7 separate regions of the Mus musculus genome follow, and all the other regions are linked to region 2. The links are chromatin contacts, called in public HiChIP or PLAC-seq, Micro-C and promoter capture Hi-C maps. All regions are on one chromosome and are shown on one strand. The core of a region is the stretch at or near the end of the contact, and the rest is flanking DNA. Distances in the headings are between cores, read along the strand shown.

Evidence for each region. Promoter capture Hi-C pulls out the DNA fragments that hold promoters and counts their contacts. Hi-C and Micro-C count contacts between places; a contact is called where the count stands out from the background. HiChIP or PLAC-seq counts read pairs in DNA pulled down with a chosen protein or histone mark. Capture Hi-C pulls out chosen DNA fragments and counts their contacts.
Region 1: a contact with region 2 is called in an HNF4G HiChIP or PLAC-seq map of pancreatic cancer cells. The contact joins the enhancer-like site here to the promoter of Ubl3 in region 2. A contact is called at or near these places in 4 of 39 promoter capture datasets (the 3T3-L1 cell line, the HPC-7 cell line, hippocampal neurons and 1 more), 1 of 15 datasets of contacts at CTCF or cohesin (large pre-B cells), 1 of 484 Hi-C or Micro-C datasets (reprogramming fibroblasts) and 7 of 115 datasets of contacts at active chromatin or transcription factors (the 230-238 cell line, the SCID.adh cell line, T-cell acute lymphoblastic leukemia and 3 more).
Region 3: a contact with region 2 is called in a promoter capture Hi-C map of liver, with 2.3 times the contacts expected there. The contact joins the enhancer-like site here to the promoter of Ubl3 in region 2. A contact is called at or near these places in 3 of 39 promoter capture datasets (liver and pre-B cells), 1 of 15 datasets of contacts at CTCF or cohesin (large pre-B cells), 1 of 484 Hi-C or Micro-C datasets (the G1E-ER4 cell line), 7 of 115 datasets of contacts at active chromatin or transcription factors (the 230-238 cell line, the NIH/3T3 cell line, the SCID.adh cell line and 4 more) and 1 of 9 other capture datasets (macrophages).
Region 4: a contact with region 2 is called in an H3K4me3 HiChIP or PLAC-seq map of the SCID.adh cell line, with 8 read pairs. The contact joins the enhancer-like site here to the promoter of Ubl3 in region 2. A contact is called at or near these places in 4 of 39 promoter capture datasets (the 3T3-L1 cell line, cranial neural crest, frontonasal cranial neural crest and 1 more) and 4 of 115 datasets of contacts at active chromatin or transcription factors (the SCID.adh cell line, embryonic stem cells, large pre-B cells and 1 more).
Region 5: a contact with region 2 is called in a promoter capture Hi-C map of adipose tissue, with 2.8 times the contacts expected there. The contact joins the promoter of 2310047D07Rik here to the promoter of Ubl3 in region 2. A contact is called at or near these places in 2 of 39 promoter capture datasets (hippocampal neurons and pre-B cells), 2 of 484 Hi-C or Micro-C datasets (cardiomyocytes and embryonic stem cells), 6 of 115 datasets of contacts at active chromatin or transcription factors (the NIH/3T3 cell line, the SCID.adh cell line, bone marrow-derived macrophages and 3 more) and 2 of 9 other capture datasets (adipose tissue and liver).
Region 6: a contact with region 2 is called in an H3K4me3 HiChIP or PLAC-seq map of the SCID.adh cell line, with 17 read pairs. The contact joins the promoter of Tex26 here to the promoter of Ubl3 in region 2. A contact is called at or near these places in 5 of 39 promoter capture datasets (the 3T3-L1 cell line, cranial neural crest, frontonasal cranial neural crest and 2 more) and 4 of 115 datasets of contacts at active chromatin or transcription factors (the SCID.adh cell line, embryonic forebrain, large pre-B cells and 1 more).
Region 7: a Micro-C map of embryonic stem cells shows a contact between it and region 2, with 3 times the contacts expected there. The contact joins the enhancer-like site here to the promoter of Ubl3 in region 2. A contact is called at or near these places in 1 of 39 promoter capture datasets (pre-B cells), 1 of 484 Hi-C or Micro-C datasets (embryonic stem cells) and 2 of 115 datasets of contacts at active chromatin or transcription factors (the SCID.adh cell line and large pre-B cells).

Annotation. Positions count from the first base shown.
Region 1 is chr5:149,374,097-149,377,323 of GRCm38.p6, forward strand. It overlaps a transcript of Medag not described here. Among named protein-coding and RNA genes, the nearest start is that of Gm38753, 8.2 kb to the left of the region's middle. Within about 2 kb of position 1,940, at least 94 of the 459 cell types and tissues checked have an H3K27ac peak or open chromatin away from gene starts, as enhancers often do. A contact at or near this core is called in the HPC-7 cell line, the SCID.adh cell line and pancreatic cancer cells, where this site is marked.
Region 2 is chr5:148,551,162-148,554,307 of GRCm38.p6, forward strand. Ubl3 (ubiquitin-like 3) reads right to left here and starts at 1,627. Exons shown (of 5, transcript NM_011908.2): 1 at 792-1,627. The coding sequence starts at 818.
Region 3 is chr5:149,328,417-149,331,849 of GRCm38.p6, forward strand. No RefSeq gene overlaps it. Among named protein-coding and RNA genes, the nearest start is that of Gm35620, 7.6 kb to the left of the region's middle. Within about 2 kb of position 1,370, at least 49 of the 459 cell types and tissues checked have an H3K27ac peak or open chromatin away from gene starts, as enhancers often do. A contact at or near this core is called in embryonic forebrain and liver, where this site is marked.
Region 4 is chr5:149,457,792-149,460,875 of GRCm38.p6, forward strand. It overlaps Tex26 (testis expressed 26), which reads left to right. Exons shown (of 7, transcript NM_029464.2): 5 at 3,030-3,084. Among named protein-coding and RNA genes, the nearest start is that of Tex26, 20 kb to the left of the region's middle. Within about 2 kb of position 1,595, at least 8 of the 459 cell types and tissues checked have an H3K27ac peak or open chromatin away from gene starts, as enhancers often do. A contact at or near this core is called in the SCID.adh cell line, where this site is marked.
Region 5 is chr5:149,227,431-149,230,949 of GRCm38.p6, forward strand. It overlaps 2310047D07Rik (a long non-coding RNA gene), which reads left to right and starts at 1,558. Exons shown (of 2, transcript XR_003956021.1): 1 at 1,558-1,881. n-TNgtt14 (a tRNA gene) reads right to left here and starts at 1,644; the gene lies at 1,571-1,644.
Region 6 is chr5:149,438,406-149,441,883 of GRCm38.p6, forward strand. Tex26 (testis expressed 26) reads left to right here and starts at 1,255. Exons shown (of 7, transcript NM_029464.2): 1 at 1,255-1,382. The coding sequence starts at 1,322.
Region 7 is chr5:149,111,293-149,114,605 of GRCm38.p6, forward strand. No RefSeq gene overlaps it. Among named protein-coding and RNA genes, the nearest start is that of Gm38752, 22 kb to the left of the region's middle. Within about 2 kb of position 1,384, at least 13 of the 459 cell types and tissues checked have an H3K27ac peak or open chromatin away from gene starts, as enhancers often do. A contact at or near this core is called in embryonic stem cells, where this site is marked.

The DNA.
Region 1 (3,227 bases), core at 690-3,189, 820 kb after region 2:
TTCCATGACCACTCCCTCCCACAATGCCCAGTGACGCCCTGTACCCTTCTTCCTCCTCCCTCCTGACCAGGTGCTACCCTCGTGGTGCCCTGGGGTATAGCATGGTCCTTATTCTTGGAACTGAATGACCTGTCTTGTCAACAGCAGCTGCCTCCTGGTCTGCTGACCTCATTTCTAAAATCGGCAGGTTCTGCGTGACTCACTCATCTCCGTGGAGTCTGGCTGTGTGGTTGTTCCTCTTCGAGGCAGGGCCGGGGCTCTTCCTGCCTTACCCTAGGTAAATGCACTGAATATGACCTGTCTCACTTCAGTGGGTTGTTAGTTCTTCTTTAGATCAGATCTTTACTGGTTGTCTCACCCCCTTTCTTTACGGAGCTCCCCACTCCCCGTGCTCTTCACAGGCAAGCATGCTGGCTTTCTTTGTAAATAGCCTTACATATGTTCTTGTCCCCTGTGCCTGGTCATGAGGCCATCCTTCAGACAACTCCTGCCTTCCCCGTGCCTAAAACTACTCTCTTTCTCCGAGGTCTCACATTCAGACGTCCTATGATGGCTTCTGTAACCTCACGTGCCTCTCTCTGCACATCAGCATCACCCATGTGTGGGTTTCGATCCCACCACAGAGCATCCAGTGTTCCCCGCTTTGTGTTCGGGAATTCTCTCTCCTCAGGGTTATATGCACTCTCAGTTCAGGAGACAGACGTTTTGCTTGATGATAGGATGCACTGGTATCTAAGCAACTGACATCTTTCTTCTCCTTAAGCCGGGGTATAAAATCCACACATAGAGCAACAGTTGCTACCTGTTGAGCCAGAGCCTGGCTGGAGGGGAAGCCCCATTTTATCTCCATTCTGAGTCCCCGGAAGGCCAGCCCCAGCTTTCTTAAGTGGAGAGAACTTCATTCATTTCCTAATGGGTCATACTTGGGGAAAGACTGGAGTTTCTTCATTTTAGTGTCAGGCCAGTAAGGGGTTGCAAAGTACAGAGTAAGGAATGAGGGTAAAGCAAGAGGGATTGGCCCACCAGTGGGATTTGAGGACTGTCTCTTACATGGAGGCTGGGATGGGGAGACTGGAGCAGAAGCCGAGGCAATCAAACACGCCCCTCACAGTTTTGATCCGGCTCTCACCTGTTTGAAAGGAAAACATCTGGCTTGTCTTCCATTGACCCTGATGTAAATGGGTAAAGGATTTCAGGGCACATTCCTGATAGTTCCCTGAGGGACTTCCTAACAAAGGGGTGGAGCCAAGTAGCTCTTGGAATGGTCTCCCATCATAGACATTGCACTTAGAGTTTGAGCTATACGAATAATTCAGATGCTACACTGTAAGCCCTAAATATACCTTAAGCCCACAAACAACGCCCCTTTGTCCAGCTTTATGCCTGTGTTCCTTTAAATGGACTTTCTGTTCCTGACCGCACTGTAATCAGCAGATATCCCTACCGTCCCCCCATTCCCTCCTCCTCCCTTAAAACGGCTCCTTCTAATAGCTAGCATCCTGCAGTGACCAAAGCCATTAGAAGGATTGCACCATTACTATCCTGTCCAGCACACACATAATGCCCCAGGGATTGCCTTTCTTCTTCTTTGCTTGATGCTTTTTTGTGGATGAAATCGGGGCCCAATGGTGGGCTGAAAAAAAAAAAAACCGAAGAGGGCAGAAGGTGACAGTAATTCGTTTCAAGGGCACCTCCCAAACAGCTTTCCCCACTTGAGATTCCTTTGTGAAGGTGACGGCAGATGTCAGCCTTGTGGATAAAGCAGGCTCTGAAAGCACGCGGACAGGTTGCAGACCTCTGTTCCTCGTTACCATAATATTGAATGCTCATCTTTTCCCAAGCACGACAGCGAATATGTGCTCTGCCTGCTAGCTCACTGTTGTTTGTGCTGGAAAGAACCCGGGCCCAGCCCAGAGCCACGTTGCAGGGCTCAGGACTGCTCTGAAACACTGCCACCTAGTGGCGTGATGAGGTAAGACAGCACACATCAAGGGCACCGGGACTCTAGTTCAATCTAGCTGCCCCAGCTCAAAGGCAAGGAGTTAAAAAATCAGGAGCACAAAGACCATAGCCAGTTTGGAAACGCCTAAATAGGGCAGGGGACAGGGAAAAGGGGCGGGGGAACTGGAGCCTGAGAGAGGAATTAAAAGTAATGAACGGGTCGGATTGAGCAGTCCCCACCTCCCCTCCACCCCCCTCCAACTCCCCACCCCACCCCCCCTCGCCCCCCACCCCCAAGCTAGAGATGTGGGTAAGATGAGATTGGAACCGGCCTTCATTTGGACAGCTCAGTCTGGCTTGTGACTGGATCCTTAAGGATCCCGGGGCTCAGTTGAGCTCGGGAAGTCCCTGTGCCTCGGTTTCCTCACTTTGTGGGCCGAGTCAGAGCTCAAAGTCTATCTTCAGTTGAAACATTGTATGAATTTGTTATCTGAGAAATGCAGGAGAAAGCAGTTGGCTATCCTTAAATCATCTGTGTGACTTCTTGTTGATTTAAGGGGGGACTTAAAAATGAACAAAGAAACAAACGAATGAACAAACAAGCATCCACTTCCATCTTGTCTGTTTTCAGGGTTGTAGCTCAGGAATCCTGGGAGAAGCATGGAAGAATCTTCTAGCATGTGGGGACTCTCGGGACCCAAGAGGGAGAGTAACTCCTAAAGACGTGGAGGCTTCTAGTGCTTCAGGACAGACAGTGAGTGTGTGGGGGGTTGGAGGGGATGGGGTGTGGGTACTGGCATGGAAGCAAATCTGTACTATTTGAAACACCGAAGTGAAGACAATCATTATAATGGGTTAATAATTGAGCAGGCCATTCCTTCAAGAGTTACATTTTTAAAGGGAATTTCCTGTTAGAAGGTTCCAAGGAAATCAGATACTGTTCATTGACAAGCAGGAATCTGAACAAGTAGGGGAATCCCCAGGTCCTTCGACCTTACAGGATGGGTTTTGTCCTTTGTCATTCATCGGCGTTCCTTGGGGAAACTCATCTATGATGGCTGTTTTAAACACTTCGAGTATCATTTTTACATCCCAGGGCTAAAAGAAGATGTGGCTCAGCCTCTGCCACCATTTGAAGAAGCCCAGGTTGCTCTTGCTCCTTCTTTTAAGGCTCAATGGTCCTGCTCATCAAAGCATTTCCCCAGCGAACACACAGTGGAGGGAATTTAAATTCCATCTTGATGGAATTTGAACCAAAGCACACTGCCCAGTGTCACTTTATACGC
Region 2 (3,146 bases), core at 377-2,876:
TCCAGTTCTCAACGCCCAGTGATCCAGGCTCAATAAACATGCTTAACTGGCTTAAAACAAACAATAGACAAACAAAAACCTAAAATGCAAAACTGTTAATTACTTGGTACCAAGAAACCTTGGAATATCTATATTTTAAAAAGGACGCTTTACGCCATAAACCTAGAATTGAAAAACATTTAAATAGCTCCGGTTGTCATAGCTGTTCGTTCAGCTAGACGTTTCGAAGGGCTCACAGCAAGACTTTTTCCAAAGAGGTGCGCCGCTGCCCCTGAAATGTATCAAGTGTGCACCTACGTCTGAACGATCTTGTCTGTCACTGAGCCAGACAGCCTCTTCCTACCCTAGGTATCCAGCTCGCCGCCCGTCCCCGGCCGTGTCCACACAGCCCTTGACGTTTTCCCGAAGCGTTTAAATCCAAGCCTTGAAAGCCTTCTAGCAATCGGGAAGGAATTTCCTCCGCTTCCACTGCATTTCCCTGCCTCCGGCGACTTAGGAAACACAACCGAACCAGTGACTCCCAGTGGTTTTAAAAAAAAGAAGAAGAAAAAAAGAAAGAAAAAGCTGCAAAACCACACCAAAAACCAGTGCTTCCTAAAAGAAAAGGGGGGAGGGGGGCAGAAGAGCCAACTTCTCCAAAGCCAAGTAGATTGGCTTTTCCAGAAGTGCCCCCCATTTCTCACCCCCGCCGGGCCCCAGAAACCTTCGCCCCGACGCCAGCGTCGTCTTCCGATTAAATAAGATTGGAAACCACACTACAATCCGAACGTCGGAACTTATCGTTCACTTACCATATCCGCCGGGACATGACTGGACATCTTGCCTTTTGAGAGTGGGCCAGAGGTTTACGCAGAAAACAAAACAAAAAGCAAGAGCAGAAGTGCTGGAACTACGGAAAAAATAAAAAAGAACCTTCACAATTCTGATCGGTTTGTGCTGAGCTTTTCCCAAAAATGAAAAAAAAAATAAAAATTAAAAAAAAAAGTAGAAGTTACGTGGGAGCACAAGAGCTTCTGGGGCGAGAGGCGCGAGGGGAGCCGATCGTCAGCAGCAGTAGCAGCTCCAGGACCCGCCGCGCCAGGTGGACAGAGCCGAGTGACACACGGACATGGAGCGGGGTGGGAGGGGGTTAAATGCGCCGTCCTCTTTCCCCGGCCCAGGCGGTGATTCACACGCGCTCGCGACTCAGGTCCTCATTAAAGCCCCGGCGACGAAGTGTACAGATAACTATGTGGCTACACATCGAGCGCCGAGCTGAAAGCGGCCGGGGCCGCCGAGAAGCTCAGCGCGCGCCGCGGGGCCGCACAGCCGGGCTGCGCGCAGCCGCGCTCAAGGGCATCGACCTCGCCAGCCGCCGAGCCGAGCCGAGCCGAACTGGGCCGAGCCGAACCGAGCGCAGCGCCGGGGGGGCTCAGGCCGCGGGCGCCTCAGCGCAGCCGCGCCGGTCGGGCCGCATCGCGTCTGGGCTCCGGCCGCCTCCGCCTCGCTGCCTGCCTTCCGCAGCGTCTTCCGGGGGCTCCTCCCTTAGCTTGGGAACAGCTCCCCCTCAGAGCCCTGACTCTCCGCCTCCTCCTCCACTTCTCAATCCCACACGCCCCGGCCGCCTCCTGTCATCGCCTCAGCCCAACATGGCGGCGGTGGCCCCTGCTGGTGCCCGAGAGCCGACTTGGGAATAGCGCCCCCCACCTCCCCCGCCCCCGTCTGCGCTTGTTCCGTTCGTCACAACGGAGCCCTCTCGGAGCATCATGGGAAATGTAGTTTGTGCAGGTGAGGGGAAGGGGCCTCCGGGGCGTCCTTGCCCGCATCGATGCCACGCCCCCGCATAGCAACAGTTGCTAGGAAAGGATAGCGCCCTTGTCTCGGTTCAGTTTAGAGGCTCTTGCTCTGGAGTCAGTCCCTACCTGTGTCCAGAAATGCCATGATCACGCGGATTGTTGGAGGAAAACAACTTGCACGGAGAAATTCCCTCGCGCACTGTGTAGACACAGTTAAAATAGGACACACCGTGGTGCAGAAGCATGTGTTTTAATCATTGCAAGTTCTCCACATCCTGCAATCTCAAACCATTTTATTGAGTGAGTTAATCTTTAGGTCTCCTCAACATGACAGTTTGAAGATCAGAAACAATCATTGATTTCCAATAAGGCCGTGGAAGTTCAACAGAAACAAGACTCTTGTGAAGCAGAGGCAATGTCTGAACACACGTTTCCTGAAGTCCTAGGGCCATAAAGCTGCAATCCGCTTAATTGAAATGACCAGAAACTATATAGTGGTAGTGGAGACTACATGTAGATTCACCACTTCCCAGCCTAGCCCCTGTTTGACCCGGTGACGTAATTGTATTGTGAATTTAAAACAGCATAATATAATGCCGATGCTAGAATATTTAGGTGAAAAAATAATGTCTACCACGGATCTAGGATCAGAATACAGAAACCACAAGTATTCAGTTGAGCCTTATTCATATCTCAGACCTTTCGGAAGGGCAGTCTCCACACGATACTATTACACCCACCTACAGTTGTGACCTCACCTAAAGGCAGCCTTGCCTACCTTCCAGGGCTAAAGTCTGGGTGCTGTTAAGGATGATTTCATGCATGGCACATACATCGTTTTGTAAATAACAGCACATCTTCTGACGTGAACGGTGGCTACTCATCCTCTTTCTCTCTCGACGCACAGGTGCACCACAGGCTCTGCGGCCACTGAGAGTTCAGACGTGAGCTATGCAGTCCCTGTTGTCTAGGAGCCTGCGTCATTCCCCAGAACCATCTCCCCAGTCACGTGTTCCCTCATCGGACGGGAACTCACGGGACACTTCAGAGGACCTACTTGTCTCTTGAGTGGCGGCCTGGCTGAAGGCATTCCATACACTCCTAGGAGCCTACATCACAGACCCAACTCCCTAAGAATCCAAACGTAGAGGAAAACAGAGGCCCAGGCTCACCCCAATGTGGCTTCCCTATTTCAGCATCTGTGGGTTCCATGGTTTTCTACTCTTAATGTAGTTTCTCTCCGTGTGTGTTTAATAAGCACAGAACCCTTCCCCACCATGAACCCTTCTGGAAATCCAAACAACTGAAGCTTTTCAGTCCACCAACAGATTCTGAAGGAGTACTGCATTACCATTTAAAGATGTTTACCAC
Region 3 (3,433 bases), core at 120-2,619, 780 kb after region 2:
GAGGGCTTGGTTGTTCCTAAGGAGTGCTCTACAAGGCAGCCTTTCCTACTGCCATCAGAGGAAACCCTGCCACAGAGGAGGTTTGATTGCAAAGGATGGGATTAAACATGCAGAACTCACAGACTGTGGAATTGGTGTACAACGCTTCCAGGCTCTCTCTGGTCCCTCAGCTATCCGACTGGCTTTGGGAGTGTGCCCTCTGTGTGCATCATGGGTGCATCCTAGAAAAGTAGAGCTGAACCTCTTCGAGGGCCTGAGGGTCACAGAAGCCCTTACATGTAAACATGCAGCCTTGTCAGGAGGTGTGGAGAGAAGAGAGGGGCCGGAACTGGAAAGCCTCTGAACAGGTCACTTCACCTTTGATGGGAACTGTTAGATGGAAACATGGTTGAAGGGCTTGCAAGGGATCAGGATACCCCAGGGCACACAGGGTGGAAAGGTTGGCTGTGCTGAGCTCGGAGCTGGTCAAGGTCAGAGAACAGAGGAAGATGGCCAGCTGGGTAGGATCATGGGAAGGCAAAGTTTTCTCTCTTCAGAGGCAGCAGAGCCCCTCACCCTACACTGCTCTGTTTTCGTCTGCCTCTTGGTTCTTGCTCCTTCTGTTGGTTTTAGAGACAGGCTCTCAATAGGTAGATCTGGCTGACCTAGAACTTGTGACATAGGCTCAGCTGGCCTCGAACTTGTGATCCTCCTGCTTCCGCCTCCCAAGGGCTGGGATTACAGGGATATGCTACCAGGCCTGACCCTTGGGTCTTAATAAATACACAGCTTGAAATGAGACAGGAAGAAACTCCCACTGCAAAGCACCAGAATGAGGCCGAGCATATGAAGCATCTCTGCAGTGCCAGCCTGCTCCAGCGGCTCATGCCTGTAGCCTTGTGTCCTGAGCTCAGTACTGAGCAAGGCTGCTGTCAGGGCTCCGGGGTTACCTGAGAGTGGTCCCGCTTGCCTTTGTCAGAAGGCAGATGCATTTCCCGACTCTGATTGCATCCCTTGGTTCTGACACCAAGTGGCTGTGGAATTGGAGTGAATCACTTAACTGCTCTGAGACTCCCTTTCTGAGCGACAACAATAGCCTCTTCTCTGGCTGTCGCCAGAATCTGTAAAGCCCCAGGCCCAGCTCAGAGAGCTTGTTGCCAACTGCCCTTGCTAGAAAATTCTGCCCAAGGGAAGCTTTAATTACAGGCCCTTTCTCTTTCTCTCTACTCCCGGGTTTGCTTCCAAGACAATTAACAGACCAGAGAGTTCTGCTACCTATCAGCCACTGGTGGCCAACAGACTCCCCATGCTGGCAACAACAGTGCCTCCAGGAGCCGGACCACTTAAGCAGGTGCCAGCTTGTTGCTCCACGGCTCCCAGAACAGTTGAATCGGTGATAGTTATGCAAGATGCTTGATTAAATATTTACCTTGCTCAGAGCCACCCTGGTGTGGCAGGGCAGGGAAGAAAACCTGAGAAGCAGGGAGGCTCTGGCATCCTCTGCAACTAGCCTGCAGGAACATATGTCTTGATGGGACATATCCTTGACAGACTAGCCAGCCCGTTGCTTTAAAAAAAAAAAAAAACATAACAGTAATGATCTTCGTTCAGACTTGGATGGAATCAGAAGTGTCAGATCCCTGGCCAAACCTGAGAAGTTTGAACAGTACCTGCATACGGTTTCCCCATGAGTTTGGGTGCATACCCACATTCACCACAACATGAACTCTTGGGGTTGAGGGGAGGGTAGGTGGGAGGGTGGGGTATGGGAGGGGTCACCCAGTTCAGTTCCATATAGTCACTACCTACAAGCTCTTGTTATCTTATTAAGGTTGCCATGAAAATATTTCCATCACCATTATTATTTGTTAGATAAGGACATCTATGTCTCTGAGAAGGTGAGCAGCAATGCACATATGTGTGTGTGTATATATATATATATGTATATATGTTCTAGTATATATTGGCTCTAGTATATATATACATATATACACATATACACATATACACATATACACATATACACGTATACACGTATACACATATACACATATACACATATATACATACACATACATATACATGATATACATATACATCATATACATATACATATACATATACATCATATACATATACATATACATACAAGTTAACAGCAAGGCTACAGAGCCAAGATTTGACTTTGGTTCTAGTAATGTGGCATAAACAATATCCTAGATTCTATCATAAGGATCTTGAAGAGTATAGGTCTCTACAGGGGCCCCAGTAGCCCTCCTGGTTTTATTTGATAGAGGATGGGATGTAGTCACCATAAAGGGAACCCATTGCTTCTCCATAACTTGCATCCACTGAACTCTGCTCACGTGGTGCTGGACAGGGTCAGATGTTCACAGTGCCAAACAGGCAGCTGAGAAGAGGGAGGTGGGTGTTAGAAACCTCTGTTTCCTGAGGAAATGGAATGTGTGCTGTTGATAGCTTTGTGGAGGGTCTGATCACACTCTTGTCCTTCCCAGGGTGCCCAGGTAAGAATAAACACACACACACACACACACACACACACACACACACACACACACACCAGACACACAGATACACACACAGAAACACAGACAGACACATGCATAGACACACATATGCATAGACACACTCAGACATACACACACAGACATGCACACAGATATATACACACAAACACACAGAGAGACACACACAGACACTCAGACACACACATACACACCAGACACATACAGAGACACACAGAAACACAAACATACTTAGACATACACACACATACACATATTCACAGATATACACACATATATCACACACACAAACACACAGAGAGACACACAGAGACACACACAGACACCCCATTTCAGCACCCAGAGGGGTGGCAGGCACAGGCTGTTGTCCCATTCTGGTAAGAGACCCCCTAGAGGGTGCTTTGCAACCCCAGGGGTCAGGCTATCCAAATCTGTATGTAACGTTTTCTAGATGATTCTAAAAGCCCGGGATCCCTGAGCGGCTGCACATCCCAGGAGACAGAGGCGGGAAAAGGGCTTTGTTTGGAACTTGTCCAGGAGCTTATGACATGGCTCTGCTATAACTATAACTAGGCACATGGTCTTGCAGGCACTGGGGTCCCCTCAGATGAGAGCTGGTCCCTTTAAGAAACTTGCAGTTCTTGGGACTTTGGACTTTTGGACACTGGTTTTTGGTAACTACGCGCTTCCTCCCAAACACAGCTTTCTTGAGTTTCTCACAGGTCACAGCAGCATTTCTGAGAGTCCTTTGGGGCTCTCAGAACTGTGAAGTTGATGAGCATTTTGTTTGAGTCAAGGTCACACTGCTGTGGTGGGCAGCGTAGGGTCACTCCTGGGCTCTGTCTTGGGGAGCCATGTCTCAGTCCTGAGCAGCACGCTGTCTCCAGACACTAGGGAGACACACATGT
Region 4 (3,084 bases), core at 345-2,844, 910 kb after region 2:
AGATATCTGCCCAGCTCTGGATTATTATAAATATAAAAGTTTTGTGTTGTTTATCTGGGAACTGAATGATTAAGGCAGGGAAGAAACCCCCGGTTGAGATTAATTACTACTATAGCTGACTGTCTCAAAAACCGCTAAGCAAGGAGAAAGCAAAGAGAAGAGCAATTTGGGGCCAGGGTTGGGGGAGGGGGTGCGGGTAAGAGGGAGGAGAAGGGCAGTGGGGAACAGGAGGAGGGTAAGGGGGGGGGAGGGAAAAGAAAACCAGACCTCCCTCTCCAGTCCCAGTGGGTGATAGGGAATTAGCCAGGAGAACCACATCCAGAGATGGGCCTTTCTAGCTGGCAGCTGATTTAAATGAGTGATCAGGGATCTTGCTTAGAAGAGAGTACTTGTAGAACCAGAGAGCTAAGCACAAGACCACTGGGATTCCAAGAGTGGAGATGGTGAGAAGGGTCGAGATTTTCTTGGCTGGTGGTCTCTCTCTTTTCCCAACCCAGTGTCTTACCCTTACCTTCTTGAGTCCTGGGTACACAACCTCCTTTGATTCAGCTTTTCGTAGAATACCAGGAGTGAAGAAAAGTCGGTCGGGGACTGCAGCAGAACATTTGAATCGTTACATCAATGCGTGATGTTTTTTGTCTGAGTTCGTTACAATGAAGCGATTTATATGTCAGTTCTTTCTCTTTTTTTAAAAAAAGGGAAGGCCTGTGTTTTCTACTGCAGCAGAATACTGCTATGTGGGCATTGTTGGATGTGAATATCAATACAGGTCCTATGTTGAAGGCTTGGTCCCCAGCGGGTGGCGTTATTTTGAGAAGTAATTGAAGCTTAGGAGTTAGGGGCCTGGCTGGAGGAGGTAGGATCAATCCGCATGGGTCTTTGAAAGGCAGATCTTATCCGGACCCATGCCCTCTCTGTTTCCTGCCTTCTGGGGGATGGGTGAGAATCTTGGCTCCACCCTACCCTCTCTGTCATTATTCTCTGCCCTCCCAAGGCCCAGCAACAACAGATCCGGCTGACTATAAGTCAAAACCTCTGAGAAATGACAGCACAAAATAAATCCCTTCTCCTGCAAATTGTTGTCAGGAATCGGCTCACCCGTTATTACAGCTGACTAGCACAGTGAGTAATTTATAAACAATGGTTTTGCTCACAGTGCTGGTGGCCCATGGGTCCTGGATACAGGGATATCTGCTGAGGGTCTTGGAGCCCTCAGAGGGTAGAGGCTAGAGATGCTGGGTCTCCCCGAAGCTGGCATTACAGGCGGTTATGAGTCACCTGACCTGGGTGTTAGGAGCCAACATGGGTCGTCTGCAAGAGCAGTGAGAACTCTTAACAGCTGAGCATCTTCCCAGACCCTCTTATCACCAGCTCTTATCTTTTATGTTTTTTTTTGTTTTGTTTTGATCTTTCATATTTAGGGTAAGGTTCCCTCTTCACAGGCCATGTTTACTCATGGCCAGCAGAAGGCTTGGTAGCCAGGTGGAGTTTGGGACATACTTGCTGAATGACAGAGAGTATGGAAAACACTGTTTTTCAGGGTTAGATGGTGGTGAGATCAAAGGACAGTGCTGTCTGCACAGAGATACTGGGGCCACACCTTAGTGTTCTTTATAGTTTTTAAAGGCATGAGTTGCTAATCTGCCCCATGTAAGCCAATCATCACCGCCCCATGTACAGGCAAAGACTTCTTTTGAGTGCTTGCTGGTGAGCTAAAGCGAATGAAAAGAAGCACGAAAAACTGGCTGTTTGCACACTCAGGCTTGGAGAACTTGGCTTTGATGAATTGCAACAGCGAATGAAGAGCGCAAAACCAGTTCCTCCTTGTTAAGTCTGGGTCTTGACGGTGCTGATGACTTTCATGACTTTCTGATGACTTGGTGGGGCTGATGGGTAGTCATCTATATTTGCTTTTAGATCGTGCCTTTCTGCAGAGCCTTGGTTTGTTTTGTTTTTGAGACCCCTGGTTAGCTACCCTATAGCTCACTGTGTAAACCAGGCTGCCCTCACACATGGCCCAGAATCTTTTTTTTTTTTCCATCACGGTTCCACTGGGGCTCTAACCTAGGACCTTCAGCAAGTAAGACGGGCGTGATCACTGTTCTACCATGGAACGCAAAGTATGGAAGACTCCAGGAATTTGTGTTCACCTTAATGGGAGCCAGCATCTTACTGGGGTTGGGGGTTGGCATGATTGACTGGTAATAGTGTCAGGGTTAACAAGGGAAAATACATCTGAGAATCACCACTACGCTTTAAGGAAGATGGGAGTTTCTGGCTAGGTCAGAGTTGCTTTTTATCCACAACCTCCCATCTTAGAAAAGCCTGAAGGAGCCAAATAGTGCAAACCCAGAAGATATATACATACGTATGGCTGAGGAAAACTGAGCCCACAACATGGAGGATTCTAGTGGAAATACTTTAAAGAAATAATAATGCTATTGTCCAGTAATGACATCGATGCCCCTCGGCCCTCTGTCAGTAAGGGGCACACTTTGACCAGCTCATTCCTAGGAGTGAGATGCCACTCCATATAGGGCTGTGAAGCTCAGCAAATAAGAACAGCAGGCTGCCCAGTTAAAATGGACTGTGATCTGTATCAGATAATGAGCATCTATGCATAGTCACACTAAAAAGAAAAAGTCATCACTGTTAACGTGGCATTCTGACTTAACTGGGAATCTTTCATATGCCATGTTGGCCATCCCCAAAATCTCTCCCTCTGGTTTGCCTCGCAAAGGCCAAGTACGGCCCGAGCAGGGTCACCAGTGGTTTCTGTCCCCAGCACCGTGCTCCCAAGGACTCACCTCAAACACATCTAGCTGTTCTAAAACTATGTATGGTGAGTTGAGCATCTAGTCCCAGGTCTGAGAGTGGAAAGTAGTTTCTTGGTTGGAGCACTCATAGAGTACACCGACTATACCTCCAAACAATGGTGCACACTGTAGCTACTGGCCAAAGCACAATTCAGTGAGAAGCCACTCAACATGGCTCACCATGGTAACCGTTGCCTTCCCTTCTCACCCCAGCTAAGAAGACCATGAAAAGATTTCCAAGGTCCCAGGACAGGAAATCACTCCTTCC
Region 5 (3,519 bases), core at 308-2,807, 680 kb after region 2:
TAATCCTGAATTGTTTGTAATTTACTTGCTCACATTTACTTAAATTTGCTTAAATTTAACCCAGTGAGATGGCTCAGTAGGTGAAGGTGCTCCCTGCAGAGCCTACAGACCTGAGTTCAGTGTCTGGGACCCCTAAGGGTGCAGAAGAGAACCAGTTTCCAAAAGTTTTCTCTGACCTCCACATGCATGTGGTTGCATGTACATACATATGTGTCAATAAAAATGCAATAAAATTAGACATTATATTTAAAAACTAAAACTGCATTTGACTAAATTCACTGACATCCAGTCTTTCTTGGTCACGGCAGCGCACACCTATAATCCCAGCACTCAGAAGGCTGAGGCAGCCGGGCCATGAGTTCTAGGCCAGTAAGGCCCTGTTCCTGCTGTTTCTGTTTAGTGCTAGGATAGAGCTCGGGGCTAGATGCACGCACAGTACCGTCTCCACCCCATGTTAATCAAGGGCCTGGCGTTACTCTGACACTCATCCCTCAGTTGTCCTAGTCACATTTCAAGTACTCAGAAGCCAGATGTGGCTAGCAGTGAGAGCTCTTGCAGTGTAGCTCGGGAGTGTTTACGTCAACATAGGACAGTGGGTCTCACTCTTCCTAATGCTGTGACCCTTTAATACAGTTCTTCATGGGGACCACCAACCATGAAATTATTTCATTCATAGTTGTCATTTTGCTCCTGTTATGAATCATTATTAATATCTTTAATGCAGAATTCCTAATATACGATCCTAGTGGGGTCGTGACCCACAGGTTGTGAACCACTCTGTAGACTCCCGTTCTCTGTATTCTATAGGAGTGGGTGTAGATCCCAGACACAAAACCCTCACGTCACAACTTCCTGTCTTTATGGAAAGTCTTTTGTGAAAAAAACATAAAACGTCCTCTGTGACAAGAATTCTCTATGTACCCCTGGCTGTCCTGGAATTCACCATGATTTATTTGCCTTACTGCCTTCTGGGTTCTGGGATTAAAGGCATCACCGCCACTCCTGGCTCTCTTTTAAAACTTTTAAACACGAACTTATACAATTTCTGATAAAGTTAAATGTGATGGGGGAAATTGACAGCAGTCTAAGATTAAATATAATGTAGTTAGATTCAAACCCATTGCCCAAGTCTGGGAGCCACTTAGCTAAAGTCAGCGTGGCCTGCTGTCCCCAAACTCTCTGCCCACAATGTTATCTGTTGCTCATCCATTTGGAAGTAGACTGTATTAGTAGGGTCCGCGGGTCGTTTTTTGTTTTTTTTTTTTTTGTTGTTGTTGCTGTTGTTTTTATTTTTTATTTTTTGTTATTATTATTTTTTTTTTCTGAGCCACACAAATGGTGCTGTTTCTGGGTGGTCCCGGTTGCCGGTTTCCAGTGCAAAAAACACCTAGCTGTTCCTGAGCAGAATTGGACCAAACTCAAAAAGCAGACTTACATGTACCCTCTTGAAAATTAGTGGAAGCAGCAGGCCCGCTTGTAGCTTGAGCCCTAGAAAGCTATCAAACAGATTGGGCGTCCCAGGATGGCAGAAAACATTTCTAAAAATGTTTTTTGCTAAAAGGAACGCTGCCGTCCCTGGGTGGGCTCGAACCACCAACCTTTCGGTTAACAGCCGAACGCGCTAACCGATTGCGCCACAGAGACACAGCTGCCTGAGCGGCCGTGCGCTTTGTACACATTGCCGCGGCCAGCATGGGCGTCGCCGCCTCGGACTCCCGGGAGGCGCCAGGCCCTGCTGAGCCCTGCGGGCTGAGACTGCGCGAGGGCGGGGAGGGGCGGAGCCGCCGAGCCCAGCAAATCCTCCGCAGAGCAGGGCGGCGCCGGGTGAGGCTCCGGGAATCTGCGTGGGCTCCGAGCCAGGGCGCCCTGCCCTTGTTCAAGGTTGTTACCGCCCCTCCCCTTTGAGTGTTCTCGTCGCCTCCCGCTTATCGAGGTTGATAAACTGTGGATCTCTGTGTGGGCCATGGGAATTTTATACTTTATACGTTTAAAAACCTACCGCGCCGCCCCTCCCCCGTCACCTCCTGGGAATAAATTCACACCCCTTTAGCGGACTGGAGCCTCCTTCGAGCACTCATGGCTTAGGGGGACTGCAGAATCGGATTTATGGCGATTAAAACGCTCTTTTAAAATAGCCAGTGACGTCTAGGCCTTCCCCTGACTTCTGAATTTAACTCACTGACTTGGGGTTGCCTTGGGAGGGTTGGGGTAGGTAGCATTGTGCCCACTCAGAGGAGGGGGAGGGGGAGGGAGAGAGGGGGAGGGGGAGGGAGAGAGAGGGAGGGGCAGAAGGGAAGGGAAGGAGGAAGAGAGAAGGGAGGGGGAGAAAGGATAATTCTTTGATAAACCTGCCAGAGCCCCTGTCAGACCTCTCCTTCCCCCATCACCCCAAAGACCGGGAGGGGAGGAGGGGGCAACTTCACAGACCTCAGGTCCCGCTCTTCAAGCTTCCATACCCTTCCTCCTTTTAAAAAAAATTAATTATTTCATATATTTACATCCCAAATACTGTCCCCGTTCCCGCCCTCCCCCCTTTCTCTTGCTCCTCCTCTCTTTGGCTCTTCCTACTTAGCTATTGCTACTCTCTTGGTATAAATTGAGCCATATTTCAAAGACTTATTTTAATCATGTATCTGGGTGTTGGCGTGTATCCTGAGTTCAGCGCCCTCGGGGTCAAACGGGGCGTCGCATTCTCCTGGAGCCTGCGTTGGAGGCGATTGTGAGGCTCTCAAGGCGGGTGCTGGGAACTGAGCGCGGGTCCTGTGCAAGAGAGGAGCTCTCAACCACCTATCCATCGCTCCAGCTCCATTTTAACCCCTTTAAAGCTTACGGTTCAAACGGAATTAAGTGCACTTATATGTTACCAATACTCCCATCTATTAAACAACTCCCACCTCCCCTTTCTTTTTCTAATAAGCCTCATTCTCTCTTCTATCTTTACTAATTTAATTATTCTTAAGTAACTCCCCTAGGTGGAATTACCCAGTCTTTGCCCATTTGTGACTGGCTGGTCTCAGTGATGTCCTGATGACGTATCCGTATCCGTACAGTAGCGCTAACCCTGATTTCCGGCTCTTCTATGCTGAGTACTAGTTAGCTACATATCTGTGCTACACTTTGTTGGTCCTTCAGCTCTCCGTGGCTGACTTCTAGGAAGAAGGCTGTACTGACATCTATTTGAGTCTCTTAATTTTGTTGAATCCAGAAGTTGAAGATCTGTGTCTGCCTGATTGTATATTCTCACAAGTTTCCAGTATCTTCACGTTTTTAAAACTGACAACCATCCTAATGGAAGTGTTTTACATTACCCTTCTACTAGTAACGCCTCTTTTCCGGACCCTTCTTTTGAATTGTAGAATTCTCTTATTTTTCTTCTATGTGCTCTACTAGAATCATAACTAAAATAACCCAATTATTTTAACCTACATTCTGCCATGTGGCTGGTTACCTATGCTCAGGTACCATGTGTCTATCTCATCACATCTTCCCAGGCAACTCTTTAGTGTGCCTCCCGGATGT
Region 6 (3,478 bases), core at 5-2,504, 890 kb after region 2:
TAAGATAAACAGGTCATCTCATTAATATGCAACCTCAATAATATGACGTCTCATTAATATGCAAATTTGCTTCATATCTTTCATAGATGGTAAAATTGTATGCACAGCAATGAATTGCTTTTTAAAATAAAGCTCCTCATGGTTCATTATCAATAAACATGTGACCTGTGTATTTGTCTTATATACCTTATATACTCTAGCTGGCATAAAAATTTCTCAGGCACAGTGTGATCACAAGTGGAAAAAAATTAAAAGCCACACTCTAACATGTATAAGTGGGTAGGATCAGCCGGCCAGTGTACAGTAACAAAGTGGCATCCTATGATTGGTACTAGGAATATAGTTTGGGATTTTTTGTATTTATTAAAAATAAGGTCTGGTGTAACCCAGGCTGCCCCTGGACAAACTATGTAGTGGAGGATGACCCTGCTGCATCCATTATCCCTCTGGACTCTCCGTAATTAGCCTGTGCCCAATGTTTCCCTGAAGTAACTAGACACTAGCTTAGGATGCTCTGGGTTGACCTCACACAGACCTGATGCCGAAACTTTTACCTTTCCCTTATACCACATCTTTCTCATCCTTGAGTGTAGTCGCTGTGTCCTACAGATTTCCATGCCAACCTTGCCCAATTTTGCTTACATTGAAAATTATGAATGGACACAAATTTGCGGTTGGGCGTCTGTCTGTCTGCTTCTGGGTTTTTAATATTCGGGGTATTTAATATTTTGAGACAAGGCATCTCTTTCCAGGGTTGGGCTCCTGCCTTAGCCTCCTGAGTTCTCGGATCACCGGTGAGCACCAGTATACCAGGCTAAAATAAACTTTTTTTTTCCAGCCTTTTCCAGTTTGCTCGTATTTGCCAATACATAAAACAATGGCATAGTATTGCAAGGACCAGAGCAGTGTCTCTCCACCTTCCTAATGCTGCGACCCTTTAATATAGTTCCTCATGTGGTGGTGACCCCCCCCCCAACTACAAATTGTTTGGTGGCTACTTCATAACTGTAATGTTGCTACGGTTATGAATTGTAATGTATAATGGTAACATCTGTGTTTCCTGATGGTCTTAGGTGACCCCTGTGAAAAGTTCGTTCGACACCCCCCACCCCCAAGGAGTCGTAGTCCATAGGTTGAGAACTATTGGATTAGGGCACTCCATGAAAGTCAGGAATCAGCGTGATGCGCTCACCCTCTGGGTCCAGGGGCGGAGACTGAGGCGTCTCCATAGCGACGCTTCACAAAGGCACGCGCAGAGGGTGGGGCGCAGAGCGGAGTACTACTGCCTTGTCAGGGCGGGAAGGCGACCTTTTGGGACAAGATGGCCCGGTATAGGAACAAGGTTTCGTGCCCTGCTCAATGTGACCCCAAGCTCCAGTCAAGTAAGACTGCCCACGCTGCGGGTCTGCGGGGCGTGGTGTGCTGTGTGTGCGGTGGAGTTGTTTTAAATAAGGCAGTTTTTTTTTCCCCAAGGGCATCAATCGTGAGAGGTTTGCCTCGCTTTTAGAGATGGCAGGGAGGCGCAAGTGAGTCAGGGAGAAAGATCAGCTGTCCAAAATCACACTCCTGTCCAGCCCTTTATACTCCCCTCTCTAAAACTCTGGGGTGTCCCTTTAAATACTTAAGGAAACCCCTGAGGAGACATGATAAAGCCACAGCTAGTGTCCTTCCAAGGACAACAGAGCCGAAGACAAATGAACAGAACTGGGGACGTAATGGAGGGAGAGAAGGAGTCTGGCTGGTTCTTTAAGTCGCAAACAGCAAATTCAGTGGGGCGGGAGGGAGGGGAGGGGCGGGATCAGCCGGCCAGGGCTGCTCTGTCTGCAGACTGGGCTGGGAGCTGAGCCCTTTTCAAAGGCGCTCTGCCAGGTGACAGATGGAGAGCCTTGCTCTGTGGTTCTGCTTGCGGCGGCGGCAGCGGGTTTACCAGCTCAGCGTTTTGCGTTGGTGAAGAGACATCACCTCCCCTGGCTGTTAGTTGCGACTCGAGTAGCATTATTACTGAGTGCACAGTCAGCGTATCCATCCCTTCGGAGCAATAATGGCCGGCTGCAGCCGTCTAGCCGAGCTGGCTAAGGGGCTGTGAGGATTCTTTAGAATGATGCTCCTAAGAGAACAATGAAGTGGGTGTTTACATTCCAATCTAGTTCTCTGTAAACGAAGAGTGGAAAGCTGGAGTGTGTGTGTGAGGGGGGAGGGCGGGAAGGAGCGTATTCAGTTAAAAAAAATGTTAAATGTTTTCAGATTCTATAGGACGGCGAGGTCAGGAGATGGAGGAGGGAAAAGCTCCCAGGATCCCCAAGGGCACTCCTTAATTTCCATTTCCCTTTTTCTAAACACTCTGTCTGTCAGGTATTTTCCTAGGCCAGTAGTCTCCTTCCTTGTCTGGAACAGATAAGAGTTAGGATTCCTCCTCTTACGGAATTGATCACGTACCCCAGGACTTCCGGTGCTGCACAAACTGCCAGGGACTCTACTGTCTACACTCAGTACCCAATGCCAAATGTTCAGACTGAACTATCCCGCTCTTGATCAGGCAGTTTCCATGCATGGCCCAGAGGCCCCTGTGCCTCAGTGTGGACAAAAATCACCTTCCTGTCCTCCTTGGAACCTTCCAGAAGTTGAGAGTACAATGAAGAGGGCCCAGGCTGTTAGAGAAGGAGCCCTTGATTGGTTACAGATCTCTTTTGTTCAGCCCTCACCTGCTGGGTCATCTGCCCCTTCAGCCTTGGGTCTGTCACAGCCACAATCCCATCTTCCATTGCTGCTAAAGTCACCCTCCCAAGAAGAGTGTGAGATATGTCATCTCTAATCTTTGTCCCCAAAGAAGAGACAGCTGATGCCTGCTGTTGAGTCACTCCTGAGCATAAGTGAGCAATCCTGGGCTATTGTCCTCTTGTCACAGCTGCTATACAAAAGCACAGAGTCCTGGCTTAAAACATTAAGTTATAGCCGGGCGCGGTGGCTCATGCCTTTAGTACCAGCACTCGGGAGACAGAGGCAGGTGGATTTCTGAATTCAAGGCCAGCCTGGTCTACAAAATGAGTTCCAGGACAGCCAGGGCTATACAGAGAAACCCTGTCTCGAAAAACAAACAAACAAACAAACAAAAAAAAAAAACAAAACACACACACACAAAACCATTAAGTTATGTGCTCACTAGCCAGCTCTAGGTTCTAAGTGCAGACAGTAACTTTTTTTTTTTTTTTTGGACCGGGTCTCACTGTGTAGCCGTGGCTAGCCTGAAACTCTCTATGTAGATCAACCCGATCTCAAACTCATAGAGACAAGGCTGCCTCTCCTGCTCGAGTGCTGGGATTCAAGGCTTATGTCACTACATCCTGATTATTTACAGGACCATGAACACCAGGGATAAGTCACCATGGTTACCAGGGTAAGGCTTTATGAGGTAGCAGCCTTGGCAGCCAGACTGTTTTCTTCACTCACAGTGGGTCGTTTGCTGTGCCTCAGACTCTTG
Region 7 (3,313 bases), core at 134-2,633, 560 kb after region 2:
TGGAACTCCAGCATGTGGTCTTTTATGATTGCTTGCTTGCTTGCTTGCTTCCTTCCTTCCTTCCTTCCTTTCCCGAACATGTTTTCAAGGCTCATGATTGCTGGTGAATATATGAACATTTATATAATATTCTTACTTAAAATTATTTTTACATTTATTTTTATTGTATGTGTCTGGGTGTTTTGCCTGCATGTATGTATGTATGCCGCATGCATACAGCGCCTGCGGGGGCCAGATAGAGGAAATCAGATTCCCCGGAAGTGGAGTTACAGGCTGTTATGAGTGAGTGACTGTTATGGGAAGCAAACCCAGGTCCTCTACAGAGCAACCAGAGCTCTTAATCTCGGAGCCATCTCTCCAGCCCCTGTATCCTCTTGTCTAATACTCTTTGACTATGCAGACAACTATGTTGTATTTAGCCGCTCATTGCAGGGAGTAGGTGAAGTCCCAAGAGAATATGTATTGTTTGGCACAGCCACGCCATGTCAAGGACCCCACAGCCCCAGAGCCTTGAGAGTAGCAATCTTCCCTAGATGAGTCTCAGAGGGAGGGGTGGAAATACCTCTTCTTCACGTCTGGTGGTGAATGTTGACAGTGTTTCAGAAAATGTCCACTGCAGCCCCACCCCAGCCCTGTTCTGGCTTAAGGTTCACTCTCCTACTGAGACGTAACCTACTGAGATTAGCTAAGGCAGCCTTCTTGTTCAGCTGTGTATAATAACTACACCTGTTTATCTGTATGTAATAACACAGCCTTTGTTCAGCTGACTGCAGTAATCCTGCCTCCCTGGTCAACAGTGTATAACAAACACCCCATGCTTTCAGGGTCCTGCTGCGGGAAGTATTTTTTAAAACAGCAAGTTCCCATGCTTGACCCAGCTACTCTCTGCCCCGGCAGTTTAGCTGGCCTGTTCTTATCTTGTGGAGACTCTCTGACTTAGAGTTTCAAGATCTCTCCACCCAGCTTGCTAGGTTCCCACTGGTGGGTTGCTACCATGCCAGCCCCATGCTTCAAATCCCCCATGGCCTTTGGGGTGCACATCAGGCAAACCCACATTTTGTCACCGTACCTTTCTCTCTTGAGCCCAGACGAGCTGACGCGTGAAGGAAAACGCAACACAAACTTAGTTCAGAAACAACAATAATTCAACCACTGGGCCACAACAACTAAAATCCTAATCTTGTAAGATTTATTTAATCTAAATCCTCTACTGTCGAATCCTGACGGATTTGCCATTGAAACCAGGAGAAACTAGTAGCTACATCTTGTCCTCACACTATCCCAGTCCAAAAAGGACTCTCTCTTTCCTCTTCCTCTCTTCCCCTATCCAACCCAGAAGTCCCTCCTACTCGACCGACCAGCGATTGGCTCCTCTATTTATTAGGGGATGGTTTACAAGAAGTCACCTGAGTTTGTGACTCACTCCTCACCCACTAACCCTCCCAGGAGAGTGGAATTAACATCAAAATACAGACAGCACCAGGCCCATCCGCAACAAGGTACTGTGACTTAGAGCAAGCACAGGCTGCCCCATTCCAGCTTTTCTGTTTGTGTATCTGTCTGTAGGTCTGTGTATATGACTATGCTGAAATGTCACATCAAGCCGCAAAGCAGTGGCAGTGTCTACAGCAGTGTGTGCAGGTTCCAGGGCTTCCTACCTTGCCTGTCGATTGTTATTTTTATCGTTTTGTTAGTGGGCTGAATGGGGGTGGGGTGGGGTGTAAGTGGGTAGTGGCCTTGCTGTATCTCAGGCTGGCTTGAAATTTTCTATGCAGTCTAGGTTGGCCTCAATGTGAGATTCATCTGCCTCAGTCTCACGGTGGTGGGTATACACCTGAGCACTGACATGACTGTTTTCTATCTTTTTAGTCAATTGGATGAGAAGCATTGACTGTTAATTGTTGCATTGGGCTTATTTTTTAAAGTACCGTCCCACACATGCGTGTGCATTTCTGATCCTTTTTTGTTTGCTTGAGGTAGGATTTTTCTGTGTAGCACAGGCTGTCCTTCCTGGAACTCACCCTGTAGACCAGGCTGACCTCAAATTCAGAAATCCACCTGCCTCTGCCTCCAAGCATGGGGATTCACTGGCATGCACCACCACTGCCTGGCTGTATTTCTGATGGTTACATGACCTTTCAATGTTCCTCCAGGAGGCAAACATCAGGAATAATTTGCTGGCTTGTTCACAACAGCTCGTTTAGCCAGCAGAATGTGAATGAGAACGTAATGAGGCTTTAGATTCTGGGAGCACTGGCTCTCTAACTCCTCGCTGTTCTAACCTGGGAGCAGGCAGGTCAAGGGTCACAGTGGATTCAAGGGAAGGTGGGGACACACAACTGAAACGCCGCCGTTCCTGTCTCTTTGACCTTGCTGCTGCCTTCTCAAGACATCGAGACCTCATGGGACATACTGGTCTGTAGCAGTCTAGCAAGATGCTAAAACCCCAGCATCTGATTATAGCTAGGCAGGGGCTGAGGTGAGAAAAGGGGAGGAGGAAGGAGAAACAGGGTGACAGAGAGGAAGGGAAAGAGGAGGAGAAGAAGAGCCTACACCTTGGGAAGGAAGTTCATGTCTGCAGTTCACCTTTACAGTCTGCAGGAAAAGCTGCACCCTGGTGTTCAGGGTTAGGTCCCTGGAACACCAGTTCCTCGGATCCTAACACCAAGACTTCCTAGCTCCGACTCTCCCAGTTGGTATGGTAGAAGTCAGCCTTGTTTTGTAAAACAGACTCATTCGTTACTCTTCGTGCTTATGAACTAAGGGAACTGAAGAATTCTTGCTCGTGAGAGCATTTTCTATTCATGAACTATCCCCTTTCTGTGCAAGAAAAAAAATCAATATTTTATGAAATAATCTCACTGGAGATTAAGCGTTACAGCAATGCTCTAGTCAGAGAGTCTTCATGTTGCCTGGTAGCAGCCGAGCAAAGCCCGATGCTTCTATATGATGAAGCCCCCCTCCCCCGTCGCTGGAAAGGCAGCCCTGAATGGCTACACCACAAAAGCTTGCTGGTGTTACAGAGTGAAACAGATCAGCAGTTTAACCTCTTTTTATTCCTATCATACAATACCCAAGGCTGGGTAACTGTAAACAGAAGAGGTTCATTTTAGCTTTGGGGGTTCAATGGTTCACATGTAGAGAGATGCTCTCTTGCTGTCAGAGTCCAGAACGGCTTAGGGTATCATCACATGGCAACGGGCAGTATGTGAGTTTGTGTGGTGTGTGTGTGTGTGGTGTGTGTGTGTGTGGTATATGTGTGGTGTGTGTGTGTGTGTGTGTGTGTGTGTGTGTGGAGTGTGTATGTGTGTGG